2 separate regions of the Capsicum annuum genome follow, and region 1 is linked to region 2. The links are chromatin contacts, called in public Hi-C maps. All regions are on one chromosome and are shown on one strand. The core of a region is the stretch at or near the end of the contact, and the rest is flanking DNA. Distances in the headings are between cores, read along the strand shown. Region 1 holds the start of LOC107847769 (protein PECTIC ARABINOGALACTAN SYNTHESIS-RELATED). Region 2 holds the start of LOC107847474 (coilin).

Region 1 (2,865 bases), core at 158-2,657, 130 kb before region 2:
ATACATTACACATTCTTGCAATAATAGTTTGTTTAACCAAATCAAAAGGGCAATGTAGCACATATTACGGAGTTAAGGTCATAACTTGACCAATATTCATCAAAAGGACTTCCTGTATTTATCTCTAGTGGATGCACATCTTCTCTAGTAAGCATTATACAGAAGTCAAGGTCCTGACTTGACCAAAGTTATCAAAAGCATTTTCTAAATTACTTCTAGTCGCTTCAAATTGACCAATCACTCAACTAGTTGAAGTAGCTATAAGAATCCTATGTTTCGTTCCCTTCTACTCAGACTCATTCATTCCATCCTTGGCAGATAATTTATCATTCAAGGCAAATCACGTGTTCACCTAAAATACACCTTCCCCAAAACCCCACACTTTTTCCTACCCCAACCTTGAGAGCATACCAGAAACATCTAAGCTTTAATCTCAACTAGTTGATACCATCTTCAAACTACTCCCTCCTATTTCAATTTGTTTTTCTAACTTTTGTCACTTTCCTTTCTAACAACTCTTTAATTTCAAACTTTCCACATGACATGTTTCAGACCACAAGGTTAAAAAACTTTCCACATGACATGTTTCAGACCACAAGGTTAAAAGGCATTTTGGTACATAGATGCCTACACCAAACACTTAAAGAATCCGCCTTGACTCAATAGATTCAAAAATCTTCTTTAACTTTCTTAAAGTCCGTGCCAACTCAAAATCATACAAGCAAAACGAAGAAAGTAATTAGAACTGCAGAATCGTAGATAAACTAGAGAGAGAAAAAACTACCAGCGAACAAATTGAGATGTAATATACATTTTGAGAGGATAAAACGATTAATTCTTACCAAACGATGAACAACGGAGGAAATCGCGACGACTAATGAAAGTATAATAACAACAAGCAGAAAAAGCGAGATCTTGAGCTTGTAAGGATGAGACAACCTCGATTCATCAGGGAATAAGAAGGGGAAAAGAGGTTGAAGATGCGAAGAGAAAAACGAACGAACTCGATCTCGATGATACCGGCCACGATAACCGGCATCGTCATCGTCACCGTCAACGTTAGAAATAACACTATCAGGAACCAAAGGAGATGACGAACCGTCGGCGTCTCGCTTTCTAGGTGAAGCTGTTACTCGGTTTCCGATCGAGCTTGAGTGGCGTAGCTCCGCCATTGCTCGTCTCGGACTGAACGCCAGTTTGATTCGCCGGGAACCGGCGAAAAGTTAACGTTGAAAGAGTAACTGAGAATGTTCTAGAATTTCGGTTCCGGCAACGGCTATTTCTGTTCAGTCACTCTGTGTGTGTCTGTGTGTGTCTGTGTGTGTGTGTGTGTGTGAGAGAGAGAGAGAGAGAGAGAAAGTGTGTTTAGTTTCCGGATCGGTGATCTCTTGACTTACCTTCTTAGAAAGAGTACAATTTGACGGGTAAATGTTTTACTTATAGCCCCTCATGTTTTAAAATGTGAGAGCTAACCCCTTTAATATGGAAATGTTGCAGAAAAGTTCTCTTTGTATTGTTCTTTTCAACCTCAAAAAAGAATATGAGGATTTCATTCAACTAGTTTAATTTACGTGCATATAACATTAATAATAATAAATACATATAAAAATTAAATTGTTATGTGCATATCTTTTTAAGAAAAAGTATAACATAAACTACAATATGAATAAAAAAGAATAATTACCTTTTTGTCAATTAATATTTGTTAATGATCTTCATGTTGTTTAATACTCCTTCCGCTCATAAATATTGTCTTCCATGCTAAACAAAAGGTTCACATTTCGCAATACTCTTCTTATTCTGTTTTAGTTGCAATGTATACTGAAAAATAGTCAAAATACTAATAATTTTAAAAATCAAGAGAGAATTAATTATTTATTTTTAATTTTATCTTTAGCATTAATTAATCTAGAATTAATAGACACATAAATAATTAAAGATTAATAAAAGGTTTATATATTAAATTACACTCCTAACTAATGCTTCTTAATAATTGTGCGTAGCCTTATCATGACAACTAAAAGAATAGTGATATACTTGTCATTTTAGAAAATTAAGATGCCATTAGTTGTTTATTTCCATCCTTGTCATTCGTCATAAATATGAAAAGTTAATAACATGATGCAAAATGGACAAATAGTATATTAAATTAAAATAATTAATAAATAAAAATAATTTAGCTAAATCATTCTCTAATTAAAATTTTACTTAAATAATATCTCAAATAAAATTTGATAAGTATTTAAGAACGAAGAAAGTATATATACTGGTTTAAAAGTATAAATTGTATGTCTTTTACTGCCACACTTAAAGCACCAAAAGATGGTCAAGTCAAAATAAAATAATGGAAGCATTGAAATTAAATACTATAAATAAGCTATACAGTTAGTCCCCTTCTAATCTTCTTGAGTTATTCTTTTGTTTTCTTCATTTTTTTAAAGAAAAAATTAAATTATAAAGACTTTTAACACTACTTGGTTATAGACATACAATAATTAAATAAGGACTCCTAAATTTGTTTTACTGCACAAAATATTTTATTTAGTGTTACATATAGGTAAATTTTAAAATAAACAATTCATGTAATAGTTAAGTTACATGTAGAAAAACATATAACCTTCTTTGTTCACCAGTATTTTCTCTTATTCTCTTATCATATATTTTAGATTTTTTTTTAGGACTCTTTTATTCATAAAAGAAAAAAGAAAATTCATCAATACTAATTCTCTAAATATTTGCTTTTACCATATATTTTTGGACTTCGTTAATCAAATAATAATTGGAGTTAAAAGGTGAAAAACAATGAAAACGTACATTGCACGTATACTTCAATATTCTTGGTACAAAAAATTATGCGATTTAGAG
Region 2 (3,050 bases), core at 463-2,962:
AAGTAAGGAAAATCGTATATTAATTGTATTAAATCTTAATTTTCTCTTTTCACTAGTCTCTTTTTTGTATTTTTAACAAAACAAAAAGAGGTTTTTTATACTATTTTTTTTAAAATGAAAGTTGCTGTAACTTGAAAACTTAAAAGTTTTTCTATAACTTGTAATAACTAATCTCATAATTTTATATAGTTAATTTTTTCTAATTTTAATTTTGGGTGTAAGCCATTATTGGCCTGAACCCTTTTTGGTTTGTACAGATTTTTTTGTTTTTCAATAAATGGTCATCTTGGACTTTTTTAAAAAAAAAAATATTTCAAACATATTCTTAAAATTTCAAGTGGCGTTTAACCATGAATTTTTTTTTTTTTTGAAGTTGAAGTTGAAATTGAAGTTAAAATTGTGTTTATTCATGAATATAATTGCAGTTGTTTTTGCATTTTTGTGAGAGAAAAAAATAAAAAAAAAAATGAATATATATATATATATTTTTCTTTTTTCTTTTTTTCTTTCTTACTTTTTCAAATTATCATGATCAAACATCAAATGGGAAAAGACATCGTTCCACCCTAAACTATATAAGAAAAGTCAAAGTCACATCTAAACTATCTAAGTGATCCATTACACACCTAAACTATATAAAAGTGATATTTTTTACACCTTGTAAAGCATTATACCACTTGCATGTGCTGTGGTGTTGCACATGCGCCTGCCACGTGAACATAATATGAAAAAAATAAAAAAATTAATATTTTCATAATTTTTCTTTTTTCTTTTTAAACATATGCACACACCAAAACCTCCATTTTTTGGATGAATTAACAACACACACTCACAAAAGAGAAAAGTAGGGATTAAAACAAGAAAATCAAAGCCAAAAAGATCAATTGGCACAGGTGAACACCAAAGAAGTTAGTAAATAAAGAAAAAAATTCAAGAGAGAAGCAAAAAGTTGAAAATTGAAAATCAAAATGCTCTCAGTGGGATTGGAAAGGCATTGAAAATCAAAATGCTCCCAGTGACATAATTTATTATTCAGTAGATAATTTTAGAAATCAATTATACAAAATTCAGTAGGATTAGAAGGCATTTTCGTCAAGTATTTGATGAAGTGTGATAAAAATTTTCAAAATTTGCCCGTTTAAATAGCAAATTCAATTTGATTTTGTTCATGGTGAAATTGACATTGATTTAATGAAGGTGGAGGATGAGGTGTGAAGAAATTGCTTATTTGGGGAGGTGGGGGTGATGAAAAAGATGTGTTGGTTAGTGTGGGGGTGACGAAGAAGAAGATATTTCGATGAAGATGGGGATGGGGTGTGAAGAAATTGCTTATTTGTGGGTGAGGGTGATGAAGAAGATGTGTTGGTTGGGGTGAGGTTGGATTTTTGGGATGGGGTGATGAAGAAGAAGATGTTTGGGATAGGGGTGATGAAAAAGAAGATATTTGGGGGTGGGGGAGGGAAATTTTTAATTTTTAATTATTTTTTTATTTAGACACACCTTTTTTAATTTAAATAATTATATTTTTTTCACGTCAGATTTATGAATAAAAAATATCATTTTTAAATAATTTAAATGTGTAATATGTCATTTAGATAGTATAGATATGACTTAAAATTTTTTTATATAGCTTAAGATGAAAACGATGTCTTTTCCCACGTCAAATTTAAGTTCTATTTGAGACGAAACAATCTTCTTTTATAAAAAAAAATGAAGAAATTGTCATGGCCAAAGGGATACGAAAAATACTACTCCAAAGAGCCACCCCACCTTGGTAGTTGGGACAAAGGAAAGAAAAGGTGAAACAGAGGTTGGGCAAATTAGTGAGGTTTATGCCGGAAGCTACCAGGGTTTAGCTACTTAAAAAGGGAAGTGAAAGGGTGTTACTTCTTCATCTGCAAAGCACCCCAAAACCGGATTCTTCGTATTTAATGAGCAATGGAGGGCGTTAGGCTTCGATTGTCGTTCAAAGACCCTGACATTCTGAGTGACTTACAGAAATCTGAGGGTTTTGGACAAACTTGGCTTCTTCTGAAACCCCAACAGCATAAAACTGTTTCTGATCTTTCTTCTTATCTTCTTCACACTTTTCACCTTCATCATTCTTGTCCTCACGGAATCCTCCTCTTTGTAACCTCCTTTTCCTATTTCTGCAAGTCTTACGTTTTATAAATTGTATCTTTTTTATGTTTTGTTTCCATTCTTGAAAATTTTCTGTTGTTTGCTGATTTTTAGTTTTCTTTCATTGTTGCTTCTATCTTATCAATTTTGTATCTGATGTTGTGGGGTTTCTTCTTTGAGCATTGCATTTCAATTGTTGCTTCTGGCTTATCATTTTTGGATTCCATGTTGTGGATGTCTCTGTAACTCCCTCCTTGTCTTTTTTATTATCTCTGCAGGTGCTTTAAGTTAGAAAAAAAATTTGAATATTTTTTATGTTTCCTTCCATTTTTGAGTTGTTTACTGTTTTCTGTTTGCGATAGTGTGGCCTATAGCTCATCTTTTTTATGTTTTCTTCCATTCTTGAAAAATTTTCTGTTGTTTGCTGCTTTAATTTGCTTCAATTGTTGCTTTCTAGCTTATTAATTTTGTGGGTTTTCTTGCATTCTGGCCTTTGTTTTTCTCCTGTTGATTACCCCTTTTAGTTTCTTTCAATTGTGGCTTCTAACTTATCATTGTCGGGTTCCATGTTGTGGGTGTCTCTCCAACTCTCTTCCTCTCTTTTATACTATCCCTGCATGTGTTTTAAGTATTTTTTTTTTTTTTTAAAGTTGGGTCTAGTTAATGTTTTGTTCCGTTCTTGAAAAAATTTCTGTTGCTTACTGCTTGAGTTTGTTTCAAAATGTTTTTTTTTTGAACAAGGTAACATTTATTTTCAAAATGTTGCTTTCTAGATTATTAATTTTGTGGGTTTTCTTCCATTGTGGAGATTGTTTTTCTCCTGTTGATTACCACTTTTGTCTCCTTCAATCATTGCTTCTAGCTTATTATTTTCGGATTCTATGTTGTGGGTGTCTCTGTAACTCCCTTCCTCTCTTTTATACTTTTCT

The links. Hi-C and Micro-C count contacts between places; a contact is called where the count stands out from the background.
Region 1: a Hi-C map of leaf shows a contact between it and region 2, with 9 times the contacts expected there. The contact joins the promoter of LOC107847769 here to the promoter of LOC107847474 in region 2. A contact is called at or near these places in 2 of 5 Hi-C or Micro-C datasets (leaf and pericarp).

The regions. Positions count from the first base shown.
Region 1 is chr11:107,542,731-107,545,595 of UCD10Xv1.1, reverse strand. It overlaps LOC107847769 (protein PECTIC ARABINOGALACTAN SYNTHESIS-RELATED), which reads right to left and starts at 1,407. Exons shown (of 11, transcript XM_016692250.2): 1 at 843-1,407. The coding sequence starts at 1,172.
Region 2 is chr11:107,414,052-107,417,101 of UCD10Xv1.1, reverse strand. LOC107847474 (coilin) reads left to right here and starts at 1,712. Exons shown (of 16, transcript XM_016691745.2): 1 at 1,712-2,130. The coding sequence starts at 1,939.